Linked DNA regions of Mus musculus: all the other regions are linked to region 1. The links are chromatin contacts, called in public HiChIP or PLAC-seq and Micro-C maps. All regions are on one chromosome and are shown on one strand. The core of a region is the stretch at or near the end of the contact, and the rest is flanking DNA. Distances in the headings are between cores, read along the strand shown. Region 1 holds the start of Usp34 (ubiquitin specific peptidase 34). Region 2 overlaps 0610010F05Rik (RIKEN cDNA 0610010F05 gene). Region 3 holds the start of 0610010F05Rik (RIKEN cDNA 0610010F05 gene). Region 4 holds the start of Pus10 (pseudouridylate synthase 10). Region 5 holds the start of Rel (reticuloendotheliosis oncogene).

What was found. A called contact is a pair of places that touch in the nucleus more often than the background predicts. HiChIP or PLAC-seq counts read pairs in DNA pulled down with a chosen protein or histone mark.
Region 2: a contact with region 1 is called in an H3K4me3 HiChIP or PLAC-seq map of the SCID.adh cell line, with 10 read pairs. The contact joins the enhancer-like site here to the promoter of Usp34 in region 1. A contact is called at or near these places in 3 of 39 promoter capture datasets (the 3T3-L1 cell line, the HPC-7 cell line and stem cell-derived epiblast-like cells), 1 of 484 Hi-C or Micro-C datasets (the N1E-115 cell line) and 2 of 115 datasets of contacts at active chromatin or transcription factors (the SCID.adh cell line and bone marrow-derived macrophages).
Region 3: a contact with region 1 is called in an H3K4me3 HiChIP or PLAC-seq map of the SCID.adh cell line, with 25 read pairs. The contact joins the promoter of 0610010F05Rik here to the promoter of Usp34 in region 1. A contact is called at or near these places in 3 of 39 promoter capture datasets (cranial neural crest, liver and pre-B cells), 1 of 15 datasets of contacts at CTCF or cohesin (CD8 T cells), 4 of 484 Hi-C or Micro-C datasets (CD4 T cells, cardiomyocytes, embryonic stem cells and 1 more), 4 of 115 datasets of contacts at active chromatin or transcription factors (the SCID.adh cell line, astrocytes, bone marrow-derived macrophages and 1 more) and 1 of 9 other capture datasets (liver).
Region 4: a contact with region 1 is called in an H3K4me3 HiChIP or PLAC-seq map of the SCID.adh cell line, with 14 read pairs. The contact joins the promoter of Pus10 here to the promoter of Usp34 in region 1. A contact is called at or near these places in 5 of 484 Hi-C or Micro-C datasets (CD4 T cells, the N1E-115 cell line, Th1 cells and 1 more), 4 of 115 datasets of contacts at active chromatin or transcription factors (the SCID.adh cell line, effector CD8 T cells, embryonic stem cells and 1 more) and 1 of 9 other capture datasets (adipose tissue).
Region 5: a Micro-C map of embryonic stem cells shows a contact between it and region 1, with 9 times the contacts expected there. The contact joins the promoter of Rel here to the promoter of Usp34 in region 1. A contact is called at or near these places in 5 of 484 Hi-C or Micro-C datasets (CD4 T cells, CD8 T cells, LSK cells and 2 more) and 2 of 115 datasets of contacts at active chromatin or transcription factors (effector CD8 T cells and memory CD8 T cells).

What each region holds. Positions count from the first base shown.
Region 1 is chr11:23,305,501-23,308,200 of GRCm38.p6, forward strand. Usp34 (ubiquitin specific peptidase 34) reads left to right here and starts at 1,395. Exons shown (of 80, transcript NM_001190401.2): 1 at 1,395-1,516. The coding sequence starts at 1,474.
Region 2 is chr11:23,583,238-23,585,937 of GRCm38.p6, forward strand. 0610010F05Rik (RIKEN cDNA 0610010F05 gene) reads right to left here. Exons shown (of 22, transcript NM_027860.3): 17 at 1,283-1,374. Among named protein-coding and RNA genes, the nearest start is that of 0610010F05Rik, 49 kb to the right of the region's middle. Within about 2 kb of position 1,279, at least 8 of the 459 cell types and tissues checked have an H3K27ac peak or open chromatin away from gene starts, as enhancers often do. A contact at or near this core is called in the SCID.adh cell line, where this site is marked.
Region 3 is chr11:23,632,308-23,635,007 of GRCm38.p6, forward strand. 0610010F05Rik (RIKEN cDNA 0610010F05 gene) reads right to left here and starts at 1,324. Exons shown (of 22, transcript NM_027860.3): 1 at 1,186-1,324.
Region 4 is chr11:23,664,590-23,667,289 of GRCm38.p6, forward strand. Pus10 (pseudouridylate synthase 10) reads left to right here and starts at 1,403. Exons shown (of 18, transcript NM_028304.3): 1 at 1,403-1,864; 2 at 2,689-2,700. The coding sequence starts at 2,700. It overlaps Pex13 (peroxisomal biogenesis factor 13), which reads right to left and starts at 1,294. Exons shown (of 4, transcript NM_023651.5): 1 at 1,158-1,294. The coding sequence starts at 1,255.
Region 5 is chr11:23,769,584-23,772,283 of GRCm38.p6, forward strand. It overlaps Rel (reticuloendotheliosis oncogene), which reads right to left and starts at 1,386. Exons shown (of 10, transcript NM_009044.3): 1 at 1,097-1,386. The coding sequence starts at 1,106.

The DNA of each region.
Region 1 (2,700 bases), core at 145-2,644:
GGGTGGTTGTGAGCCACCATGTGGTTGCTGGGATTTGAACTTCGGACCTTCGAAAGAGCAGTCGGGTGCTCTTACCCACTGAGCCATCTCACCAGCCCGAGCTTCTAGTTCTTAATGCAATACCAAACTTAAGTTGGGTGTCCCTTTCACTTGTTTTCCACTCCTGGCTCCATTTCTTTTGGCACTGGGCAAATGGGGTTATAAAAGTCGCTCAGGCTGCCTTCGAACTCGGAGCAACCCTCCTGCCTGCATTTAGGAAGTACTGTCGTAAACCATCACGCCAGGCTTCGTTCCTCACGGTACTAGCTCTCGCTGTCTCTCTCTGATGAAAAAGCCTAATAGAGCGTTTCCGATGAAGAATGAATGGGTAGACACACACGTTGTAAGACCTCGTGCGTAAAAACGAGGTGTCACGGTTTCTCAACCGCGCCATTTCTAGTCCTGTCAAGGTGTTTCACTGCTGAGGATCCATGAGCCTCACAGAACCGCACGGCTGAGATAAACAGGGATTCAGGTTAAGACGCGCCCTGGGCTGTTCCATTCTCCCGAAGCCAGGTGGGGAGCGAGCCGCGGCGTTGCCAGCATCTGCTGACCCGCGGCCGTCTCCACCCTCAAAGTACCCGAAGGACAGGCAAACTTCACCGCTTCCCCTCGGGGGTGCGGGAGATCAGGAGGCGCCGCGCCGCGGCAGGGGACGGGGCGGGCCATCCGTCGCGGCTCCGGCCGAGTCTCCCGGAGCGCGGAGCCCGTAGGGGCGGGAGAGGCCGCGTACCCGCGACCCGCCCGCAGCCTCCGCCATCTTCCACTCACCCGCCTCCCCCCGCGGCGGCGGGCGGCGCGCTCCCCTTCCGGCCGCTGACAGAGATCCGGCTGGGCGGGGAGGGCGAGCGCGCACAGGGGGTGGACCGAGGGCGGGGAGGCCGGACGGAAGAGGAAAGGGAGGGCGGCCAGCGGCTCCGGCAGGGCGTGCGGCGTGTGTGCGGAGAGAGGCGGAGGGCGGGGGCAGCGAGGAGGGCGGAGGAATGAGTGCGCGAGGCGCCTCTCTTCGGCTCCTTCGCCTGGGCGGAAAGAGCCGAGCGCAGCCCGAGCGCTCCATTAAAATGGCGGCGGCGGCGGCGGTGGCCGCGGCGTCTGGTCGGTGGTGAAGTGACTCTGCTGCTTCTCTCCCCACCCACCCCTCCCTCTCCCCTCCCCCGTCCTTCCCCCTTCCCCCGCCGCCGGCGCCTAGGCGCCCCTGAGGCCTGCGCTCCCCTCGCCCCCCTCCTCGCCCCCGCCCGCTCCCGCTCCCGGGCCCGCCGGCCCCCTCCCCCACCCGCGGCTCCCCGCCCCGTCCTCGCCGCCGCCGCCCGCCCTCGTCGCTTCCCCGCCCCGCCGGCAGGCCGGCCCCCTCCCCTGCCTCCGTCCCCTCCCCCCCGCCGGTCGGGATCAGTCAGCGCGATCCTAAGCGGGGGAGGGGGGGGCGGCGGCCGAACGATGTGCGAGAACTGCGCAGACCTGGTGGAGGTGTTAAATGAAAGTAAGTCGCCGGGTAGGGGACCCGTCGGGGTGCACGGTTTGGGGGTCCCTGGGCTGTGCTCTCCCGCCTTGCCTGCCTTCCCGGCCTGCGGGCTGCGGCGACCGGGCCGGCCCGGCGTACGGGCCTGTGTGCCCGGGAAGGTGCGTGGTGGCGGCGGCCGTCGCGGCGCCTCGGGCCCAGGCCGCCGGGTTACCTGGGCGCCCGAGAGGCCGCGGCGCAGCCCCGGCCGGGTCCGGCTTGGGCGGTCTCGGAAAGTTTCCTCATTACAGGTGTCAATTAATGAAGGCACTAATGAGCCCTTCCGCCCCTTTCCCCCTTCGAGGAAGGTGTGGGGAGGTGGGGTCGGAGGACTAGGCTTTGCTCTGCAGTCCGAGCCTCAGGGCCGCCCTCTTTGATTTCCAGCGTGCTGGGGAGGCCTCGCTTACCTGCTAATTTTCGTTAAAGTCCGTGGGAGAAGGGTGGTGATTTTTCCATCCCTTGAGGGTGTGTGGGTGTATTCAATCCATCTGCCAGCCCTTAAATAGCAGAAATTGAACTGCAATAGTGATGATTGGAACCGTCTTACCTTAATTAAAAATAAAGGTGATAGTATTTCTTTAGTACCATTCGTCGTTTAAGTAGTAAAGTCTATTATAAGGAGATCTCTACCAACGACAACCACCCCGAGTTAGTCATGGTCTGTCTCTGAAAATGAGAGGCCTTACTCCTTATTCTTTATTATTGTATTACATATTTTATTTTTGGCCTTGCAAGATTGCATTTCTGCTTAAGAAACAGGGAATATTGCACGTCAGCCACTTGTGGGCCCAGAGGTGGTTTAGATGAAAAGATAATTTACACAAACTTGATTTGTGACAAATATTCATTTGAGGTATTGGAATTTATATTCAGTGTGATATTTTGACAGATTTCGAAACTACTTATTCCTTTTAATTCATTCATTTAAAAAGTCTATTTGTAGATTGTAATTCCCTTTTGGTTGCTTAATTTTTACTTTATTATGTGCTTGAGTTTCACTTTAATGGCTAAAAGGTTTATAATTTATTTTCAGCTATGTATTTAGTTCCTGACAGATTAAAGTAGGTGTTTTGTATATATTCAAACTACATTTTCCCATATCTGTGTCATCCTACATTTTCCTAGTATTTTATAAGGTTATTCCTATTTTGACATAAATTTCATTC
Region 2 (2,700 bases), core at 29-2,528, 280 kb after region 1:
AACATCTAGAACTGTTACTTCATTTAAACCTTGCAGCAGCAGCTAGGAATGGTGTGGTGCCTGTGTTATCCCAACAGAGGCAGGCAGGGCTCCATGACAAGGTCAGCCTGGTCTACATGGAGAGTTTCAAGCTAGCCAGGGCTACATAGTAAGACTCCAATTAAATAAATAAACAAACAAATAAATAAATAAAGTCTTGCAGCAAAAAAAAGACCTATAATAGTGAGACAATCTTTTTAACTTTAGTGAAGTTAAAAAACTTCGTCAAAGAGAAAAAATAGACTTTGAATCTTTATCTGTTGAATTTATGCAAAGCTTATGCAATATATATAAAGATTAATATATATTATATGAGATTATAATATTATATAATCCTAATAAAGATTGCATTAATAAGCTTATCATATTAACAAGCTTATATATATAATATATATTAAGCTTATGCAATCTCAAAAAATTTATCTATTCATACATCTGTAGTACTTAACTAAGAGGAATGTGCAACCCATCCAATGTAACTGTGGATCTTATCTTTGTTTTTAATTTTATTTTTATTTAATTTTATGTACATTGGTGTTCTGCCTCCATGTCTGTCTGCGTGATGGTGTTGGATCCCCTGGATCTGGAATTACAGACAGCTGTGAGCTGCCATGTGGGTACTGGAAACAGAACCTGGGTCCTTCGGCTAGCAGCCAGTGTAACTCTTGCAGCCTGTCTCCAGCCCCATGCAGATCTTATTAGAACCGGCCTTTAGTACTCTCTGGAGCTCAGGGCTCTCCTCAGGCTCCTGCTGCTACTGCTGCTCTTCCAGCTCTCACAGTTTATCACTTCAATGGCACGGGGAAATAAGAGTGAATTTTATAGGTAATAGAGTAGAATTAACTTCAATTTAAAAAGTCTCTTCACTTTTTATAAATGTGTACTACTGGTTAAATGTTAAAAGGTTAACTAGCACACATAATGCAAAGTCTGTGAAAGTCCTTTCCGCATCACGTTCTCAGGAACAATCAACCTTACCAATTGCATGTGCAGCTCTCCATGGACTACGTGGCTCATGCATGAGGAAGGAAATCCATGTACATGTCCCATCTCATTATATGGAGGATGGCGTAGCATGCCTATACTTTGTTTCACCCCTTCCTTTTCCAAAGGTCCCACATCTTCCAGAGTCTCATCCACTAACACTGCTCGAATCCACTATGTCATTCATTACTCTATTTGCACTGTCTTGGCTATACTTGCTTGCTCACTTCCTATAAGGACTTTAAAATCACACAATTACCTTCTCCAGTGTCTTCTCTTTCTTTTGAGAACAGGGTGAGGACAGTTGTTTTTTTGGCGGCTTAGTAAATTTCTTTGGCTTCTCCTTTTTCCCTGATAAACAAAGGACAATATTAGAAACAAGAGTCCCATACCCTGCCATTGCTACTTTCAATAAAATAGACACATAACCAATTTTTCTAAAAGAGAGAGGAGGAGGAGGAGGGGGAAGGCCAGCGATGTCTACACAAGCCCCACATACACAGGAAGTCAGAATGAAGCTGCTGCACAGGGCTTGTTCTAATCTTATCTCTCCTTTGTACTTGAAAAGCTTTGAGGAATGAGATGAGGGCACACTGCTTTGTGTGCTAGATCAAAATGTCAGGGAAAACTACATATTTATTTATCTAATTTGACAGTGGAATCAAGTTCTTGGAAAAAATGTAATTTAATAATGAGGGACAGCATCAGGACACAAAAAAGCTTTCAAATTAATTTTGTTCAGGAAGGAGGCAAGGTAGGAATGGTTTGGGAAGCAGCCTGGGACAAATTATACTCTGGAATGTAGTCTTCTGAAGTCAATATCCTGAGTCTATTCTGGCCGAGAGAGAAGTGGAATCTGGAAGGGAAGGGACAATACTCTAAAAACAAAGTATAAAGGCAAGAAGAATGCACGAGGCAGCACTCTCAAACAGTTCTTTGTGCACTACTTTCACATTTTGCTCTTGTCACTACTGCTCATGGGAAACCTACATAGAGAGATGTGAGGACATACAATGACCCTGAGGATACCACAGTAAGTAGGCAAGATAATAATAGATCAAGAGTTATACATTGGCTAGAAGACATAATGAGACATATGTGATGGTACGGAACAGGACATGGCAATACCTTCTACGTTAATTGATATGAAAACAACAAAAATGGTATCAAAACTATCAGAAAGTACTGGAAAACAATCAAAGCTAGGCATAGAGTTAGGCAATTCATACTGAGAACTTTGTGAGATTAGAAATATGAATGTCCTCTTATCTAAAAATACTTCCCACAGGGAAGAACCAACCTGGACCAACCCTGGGACAAAACGACACAGTCCAAAGCAATAAATAAGCTGTTAGTATAAGGGAATATGGGCATAACTCTAAATACTTAGCTGAGTGTTAAACTATGCCAGTGTGAGAAAGCCTATCCCCGTAACAGGCTGCCTATGCTTGCCAGACAGAACTGTTGTTGCTGGTCAGATGTTAGGGGTTTCTGTGACTCTGACTGAGTTCATTCTCCAAGATGCACGTATCTCAAGCTTCAGACTACTGAGTGAAAGTGTCAGAGGGCAGATTTGGATCTGGAAGAACAACTAAAGATCCATGGAGAACTTATAATGCAAGGAAACACTAAGAATTGAGCCCTGGTATCTGAATGAAAACTGTTCAGATTCTTGGC
Region 3 (2,700 bases), core at 74-2,573, 330 kb after region 1:
TGCTTTTTCACTTTTAACTTTCAGATATTTAATTAAAATTTATTTTCTGTTTTTGGTGGTGGTGGTGGCAGTGTACTCCACAAATGAGCTAAGTTCCCAGCACTTAATTAAAATAACAAGAAAGATGTCTCCATCAAATTCTTAAAAACTTGTATATTTCAAATATAATACTCATTTATTCGTGGTAATGGATGATTTAAGTAACTTGGGTGTGAATTTTTTTTCTGTTGACACAATTGAATCTTTCCAATCAAGGGAAAAAAACTACTGTGTATTCTAGTTAAACTAATCTCTGAGAATGTTTCCTTTAGGGTATGAATAACATACAGTCTTAGAACAGCTGGCACATGCATCTCATTCTGGAGAAAGGTATAAACGTATAAAAAACTATGACCAAAAGAAAATATCTAAAACTCAAAATTATCCTCTCATGCATGACACCATACTTTAAAAGTGTTTAAGGTATAATATATTTAGTAAATAAATAACATTATTTACTAAAATATAAAAATTCTATTGTTTTAACATTTTACACCTTTAAAGAACATAACCTATTCCTTATTTTGGCTTATTCATATGGACAAGCATCTGCTTTTCATTTTTCAATGAAAAGGGGGCTCTTGATCTTTCCCTAGGCAGAGGAGGGAGTGGAGGTGGGGGGTGGTCACAGGGACAGGTGGAAGGCCTCTGGCACAGCAGAGGGAGGCTGTTAGTCCTGATCTACAACAGACTTCCTGACTCTCATCCACACGTGTGACCCAGCCGGTTGGCTCTGATTCTGAAAGACCGGACATCACTGCCCACCCGGGTAAGTAGCCTTTCCAAGCCCGGGTCCGAGGCTCCCTGCGCGGCGCGTCCTCGGGACCGGGATTCCGCGGCGTGGACACCGACTCGAGGCGCGGGCTGGAGAGGAGCAGACAAAGGCATCGGAAAGCAGCCTGGCGGGGACTGTGAGGGCCGGAGTCCGGCGACCGAAGCTGGGCTCCGTCGCCAAGAGCGTAGGCGAGGGCGGCGGCGGGACGGGGCCGCAGGCAGCGCCCGGGCGTCCGCGGGCTTCCGGGCAGCGGGGCCCCGCACCGCCCGCCCGCCCGCCAGTCCGCCCGCCCGGATGGGCAGCGGCGCTCCCGGCCCTCGCCCCACTCCAGCTTCCGAGTGGGTGCCCCAGCCTCTCAGCGTCTCTCTCACCTCCACAGGGCCGCGGCGGCCCTCACCGCGCCGGTGTCACCTGCAGCGGCCAGCACCGCCCGCGCTCGCGCCCAGAACGGCGCGACCCGGCGCACACGCCAGGCTGAGGCGGCCTCACGAGCCGCGGCCGCACCCGCCTGCGCCCGCTAGCCAGCCGCCCAGCAAGAGCGCCGAGGGGCGGGGCCTGATCGACGCGCCCGGGCCAATCGCAAGCTAGCGCCGCAGCAGAGCATCCAATGAGCGACGAGATCCTGCGGGTGGGCGGGTGCGGGCGGTGCCAGAGTGCAGCCCACCGCTGCACAGAGCCTGCTCTTCACCCTGCCCTCTCTGGCTCGTCCTCTCTGGCCTGTCGCAGTGCAGCGTCCCCACTCTCTTAGCGTCATGTCTCTTAGCGACTAGGTCCTCAGCGCTTGATCTTGAACGTGGGAGATAAAGGGAGCTCGAATGAAAAGAATAAATCTTTCCCTGTCACTCATTTTGCTATAAGCTGCTTAGGTTCAACAGAAAAAATATATGATTGGATAGGGCGTTGGCTGGGACTTAGAAACATACTGTAAACTGAAAAGCTGGCGACTTCTCAGATATAGTGTGGCAAATGTTCCAGTGTTAAACTTGGAAGGCTGATTGATGTTCAGTCTTAGAGCACTGATGGAAATGTATTAGTGGCCAGATGTGAGTTTTCGTTGGCAATCACTCCATGGTTCTGGCAAGATTAAACTAAAACAGTGTCCACTAATAAACCTGTTTGCAAGCAGAGAGAGACAGAGACAGAGAGAGAGAGAGAGAGAGAGAGAGAGACAGAGAGAGAGAGAGACAGAGACAGAGACAGAGACAGTGAGAACGAGCAATGTATTCAGTGTAAGCTGTATATCAAAAAGAATATAAGTAACTCTCAATGTTATGGTTTCGATCAAATCTTCATTTCTTTTTTGTTTCCCAGAGGAAGTTGAACGTTTGTTTGTTTTTTGTTGTTGTTTATTGTTTTCTCTTCAATCGCCTTATCTGCCAAGGCTTTCCTCCTACCACTCAAATAGATCTCCCTTCCCACTGGGGGGAGGTGGTCTCAATGTGCAGGTAGAGTCCAAATTATGCCCAAGGAATGAGGCTTCCACATTTGATAATGGGCCTCAGACCTCAGCGAAGCTCCGAGTAGCACGGTGAGAGAAGCACTTGGATCATTTCGCAGGCTCAGGCTTCCTGCTGGGAGCGAATGGTCCCTGTCTTGCTCTCAGGAGAACATGTGTTCACATTCAGCTTGAACTTCAGTGGCTGCACATAGAGCTTTCGACCTCCAAGTCAGATAAGTGTGGCAGCAGATAAGCCACGGTTTCTGCTTTATGAATGCTTCGTGATGCCCAGGTTTTTGTAACCAGACTTGTGAAGGGCTCATTTGTCAAATTAATGCATGCAGTAAAGGAAGCCTATCATCCATGGAACATTTATATATGCCAGGTATGCATCTGTTATCTACTTTAATCAACATGGCACACTACGAAGGTTATACAATTACTTTTT
Region 4 (2,700 bases), core at 153-2,652, 360 kb after region 1:
AATATCACATAGGAACATAAATCTTAAAATAATACAGAATCCAGGACAGTATATTAAAAAAAGGAAGCTAAGTAGGTTCATTTAAAAATGCAAGATAAGTTCAACATTAATGGAATAACCCATAATTGCATACCATTAGTAAAACAAATATAAACAGGTACAGAAAACAATCATAAAATTTAAGGCACATACAACAAAACAACAACAAACCCAGAAGGCTAAGTAATGTTCAGAGAAGTTTAACGGGATAGCAAAGAACACACTTAGAAACATTCTAATGAAAGTATCACCAATAAGTGTTGCTTTAACACGAAAAATACAGCTTATCACTCTAATTGTATCTATTAGTTACTGTGCCCAAGTGTTTTAGTACTTTTAAAAGAGCACCAGATTTTCCAATAAGAGAAAAGTACTCCAACGTACAGAGATTTTTACGCGCCAGGAAAACGTACAAACTTGCTCTGAAATCATGTCGCCTGGATTAAGGTATCTATTTATCCAAAGAAAACACAGGTTCCTGAAACTCTAATTCTGTTTTAAATTTTTAAAAGTTGCAGACCCATTTGTTACTGATTTAAATCAAAGCAAATAAAAACTTTATAGGCCTTAGACGACAGTCACACACACAATTTTGTACACAAAGGCTACCCACAGACCTCGAATTCCTGTCTTAGAATTCTTTCAACCCTCAACCTAAACGTTAAGTTATGCTAGAAAAGAAAGCCAAGGGTAAGAGCTTGGATTCCATGTTGCGTAAACGTGACCTTTGGGTCGTTCAACCAACTTCTGGAGAGGCTGTAAAGCTTTTCCATGACTTTTGCTCTCTATCCTTGTCCTGGCTGGGCCAACGTCGCGCTCGGCAGCAGACCCAAGCTCGTCGCTTTGAAGCGGGTCAGGCTGTCCCGCCCCCCCATGTCCCGCAAAAGCGAAAAGGCAGGGAAGCGCCGCTTTTCTTTCTAGCTCCTGCATCCGTGGGGCCGGCGGGGCGCCCGGGGGAAGAACGGGCGGTCGTACAGCCAGCAGACTCCAGACCCGCTCTGCACTCGCCCCGGGCCGGCAGCGGGAAGCGACGCCTCCCCCCAATAACGGCTTCAACCGCCTCCTGCCAAGTCCCCGCTCTGGCCTCCAAAGTCGCGGCCCAAACACCTCACACTCACTGGTAAGTGGGGCCGGGGCCGGAGCCCGGCCCGGGGCCGGCCCCGGGAATTCTGCGAGACTCCCAGGGTTTGGGGGGCGGCGGCGGCTGGGAGGCCATCTCTCCGCCAGCTCCGCTCCGGCTCAGGGAAGCGACTGCGACGGCTGGGTGAAGGAGCGCCTCGCTTGCCAGGCACGACAGGCAGAACACCGAGCCCTCCGCCCCGCCCACGCCTGACGTCAGGCCAAGGCGTGTGGTCAGGCGAAGCTGGAGGAAGGAGGAAGGGAACAGCTAATTTGCTGGGGTGTGGGAGGGGGTCGGGAGTCGGGAGAGCGGGACGTCCCTCTTTCTTTTCCCTAGTCTGGGTTTCAAATTTGAGTAGGGGCTCATCGACGTTTCTGGCAGCAGCTACTACGACCTAGGTGCCGAGTCCGTCGGAGGCTCCTTTGCCGGCCGACCCTTTAAGGCTAGCAGTAAAGCCCCTCGCAGTCTTTCGTTCGTAGAGCTAGGGGGAGTGCAGGCTGCCAGGCGGACAGCCTTACAGGTCACCGTGTAAGACGAGGGGGTTCCTGCATTCCTCTCGTGAGGGGCCTGGTACTTTCGTTGTAAAGCTCTGGTTTTCTTGGGGAACACAACGGCTGAGCGCAGTAGGTGCGCTGTCTTTACTCTTCCCCGTTCCCACCCAGGGCCGAAAAGGGTTAAGACTCGGCTGCGGCATCTTGGGAGAAGGTAAGGCCTAGGAAGTACGAGGTGAGGGGTTAGGGACTGGGTGTCGAAGAGGCGTAGCTGCAGTCCCTTTTGTTTGTTAGTCAGGTGGAGTGAGTGGTAAGTTTCTAGAACCTCAGCACATAGAGTTAAGGGCTTGTTTGGCCAGAACAGAGCTTTCCCCTTACCTTTCCCCTACTCCCATGCCAGAGGACGAACTATGCCTGTGCAGGAGGAAATGCATTAAAAAAGATCTTATGGTGTGAAACTCAAGACTGTTTCAGCTACCCCCCTCTCCCCCGCTGGCTTTGATTCTCTATTTAGCCTAGGTTAGCTTTGAACTCATGGAGATCTTCTTGTTTCTTGTGTACTGAAATTATAAGCGTGAGCGCTTACACCTGGCAAGAAGATGCATTTTTACATAATTATTTCCAACTCCTCATAGACTCTTTACTTAACATTAAATTAATAGGTTAAGTGAACTGATAGACGGGATTATGAAACTGAAATAAATACTTGGCCACATGGAGTTTCTTGATTTTTTTTTCTTTAATAGAGTATATTCCCATATTGTAAGTACTTCCTTGAAAGGTTTACACAGGCAACCCTGAGTGGTCCCAAGTCCCGGAATCGGAAAGTTTTTAATGTCATGTCCAGAGCAAGCTTGTCTTTCTTTGTTCCTCTCCCCTGTAATCCACATACTCACTTAGTCAAGTTCATATTTTAGAATATAGATATGACAAGCAGTATTTGAAGGGTACAAAATAGAATTTTTCAAATGAAAGCTTTTCTTTTTAAGGACATAAATACAGCACGTAGCTGTAGAATACTGAAAGTGCTCATTTTAGTTTCTTCTAGTA
Region 5 (2,700 bases), core at 136-2,635, 460 kb after region 1:
TTCTAATCAGAACATGAGTTAAATTTACAAATTTACTAGAGCATCTGAAAGCCTGGCTTCATTTAAATGGGTAAAGAGAAAGTTGAAATATTTTAAACTACACTTGTTTTCTCATGAAAACCACAGACAAACTGAAATCAAGTGTCATGTGAAACACCCCAGTTTCCTTTACAGCAGGAGTTATGATATTGTTCTGCTCAACTCTTAAAGAGTTCACTAAGCTTTCTACTTCCTCTTCTCTGCCAGACGTCGGCTGCCTTCTACTGAGGGTCACTGGGAAGATAAGGGTCAGCGTCCTGCTACAGACAGAAGGTGTCATTTTTAGCTCCCACCACCATCTCAGCTGCTTCAAGTGCTTGCTTTACATATAGTACGACTGTCATACTAAACTCCCCTGTCCTGTAAACTGTTTCTTATAAATGTCCCCCTCAAAGCAGATGATCCAAAACTTACTAGTGGCAGATAAAACACTGACATTAAACGATGACATTTTCAACCCTACCAGTTACTTTAAAGTATAATCAAATCTCGTCCTCTTGCTGCTAACAAAACGCGCGTGCAGGTTTGGGGTTGGGGGTTGAAGGGATCGAGGTCTCTACACGGTAAATTAGACAAGCAACATCTTTAGCTCGTGGGGGCGGGGGTAGTGTTTTCGCTTGGAACGAATTAAAACGCCACTGAGGACTTTCACAGCCACGCCACATTCTGTACCAGTGTCAGCCGCTAGCACGATTGGACTTAAAAAAAGAAAGCTCGTCTGAGGTCCGGAGGTTCCTCTTTTTTGTTCAAAAATGTAAAACTGGGTCTCCATACCACTGAGTCTTTAAACGCGAGGCTTCTCTGCTCTCCTTTACTGAGATTACCCCCTGTGATCCTAAAAGCACACCGTTGGGAATTTCGAAGGTTCTGGCTATTAGGAGAAGATCAGATTACAGTGCGCCGCTTTGATTTCACACGCAAACCCCGGAGCGGGCAACTTTTCAAACGGCTGACAATTTGCCAGATGAGAAGACTTGAAAGGCAGACCGTCCTAACCCCAAACGGAGCCCCCGACAGCTCCTCCCCGTGACCCGCGAGTGCTCGCCCCGGTACTCACTCGAGGCCATGGCTCGGCTCCGCGCGCCGCTCGCTGCAGCTTCCAGCGTCCGGCCCGAGGCTGCAAGGCAGCCAGTCAGTCAGTCAGTGAGTCAGTCAGCCAGGCAGTCGGTCAGGCAGGCAGTCAGCCAGCTAGCCCGTCAGTCAGCCAACCAGTGAGGAGGCTGAGCAGCCTCCGCAGCCGGGACGCCTGTCCTCGGACCACCCCCGGGCCTCCTCTTCTTTCCCGGCTCCTCTGGGTTTGCGGCTCACACCTTCCCACCCCCGAATCTTCGCGCTCCGGTCACTAGTGTCCTGGCGTCGCCTTGCCAGGATGCCGCGGCAGGGGCAGGGGGCGGGGCGGACCGCCCGGCGGAACGTGGGGGGAGGGGGGGGGATTTCCCGCTGCTTACGTCACTCGCGCCACCGCCTACCCGGGGCGGGGGGCGGAGCCTCGCGGCGGGCGCGCGACCCCGCGCGGGCCAGTGCGCTTACTTCCTCCAGAGCCACCACAGCCTGCACGCTCGCGCCGGGAGCTCCGTGAGGGCGCGCAGCGACGACTCCGCGCGTGAGAAGCCGTCGGTCCCTGAGAAATCCCCCTCCTCCAGAGTCCTTGAGAGCGCCGCTTAAAGCCGAGGGGCGTGTTCGTGACGTCATGCTGGCCGAGCGGCCGGAGGCGGGCCGGGCGGTGCACCGGGCGCGCTCCTTGGCCGCCCGAGGCCCGCCCGGGGTTTTCGACCGGTGGTTCCCCCTCTTCCCGATTTCGCACATGCAAATCTCCGCCCCCGCGCCAGAGAGTTGTCCGGGTGCTCTGGAGGGGAAGTGCGGAAGCGCCAGCGCCCGCGTTCGGCAGTAAGGCGCAGATTTGCATACGGGGACCCCCGCAGCCTTATTTTCCCTCTATATCTACATTACGTCTTTTACCTACCAAAGTTTTTCAGCTGCACTGCGAGGCCGCTAACCCCATTCTGTATAAATGTACACGACGTCCAGAGATTGGCCGAGATACCCACGGCCTGAGGCCTGGACCGAACTTTGGTGCTTTGACAGGTCAGGCGGAATCTTGTTTGCCTTCAGTTGCTAATACGCACCTGTTCTCTTAGTCTATGATGTATTAGCATGTCATTGTATACACGAGTATTAGGGTTGATTGGGGTTTGGAGAAGCTGAGTAGCTTGTCCATACTTTAGAGTTCTAGAAAGGAATTGCACGATTTAAGCTTAAGATTATCCAGCCCCGTTTAGCGCACTGCACTCCCAGCACGCGGGAGGCTGAGGTAGGTGGACTGTCTCAACAACAGAAATAACTCAGGGTTATCTGGCTCCACCTCTTACGTTCTCCAGTCATTTACTGACTAAAACAAGTAATGGAGGGGAAATAGAGAATATCATCTTGCATGGCCAACAAGATAGCTTAGAGAATAATTGCGCTTGCTACCAAGCCTGACAAATTGAGTTTGATCCATGGAAGGACAGAATCAACTTCCAAAAGTTGTCCTCTTACCTCTACATGCGCTTCAAAGAACGCCAAAGTGTGTGTGTGTGTGTGGGGGGGGGGGGGTTGGATAATTAAAATATATACTATCCTGTCATAAAAAATTCATCCTGTTATACAACTCCCCCAAAG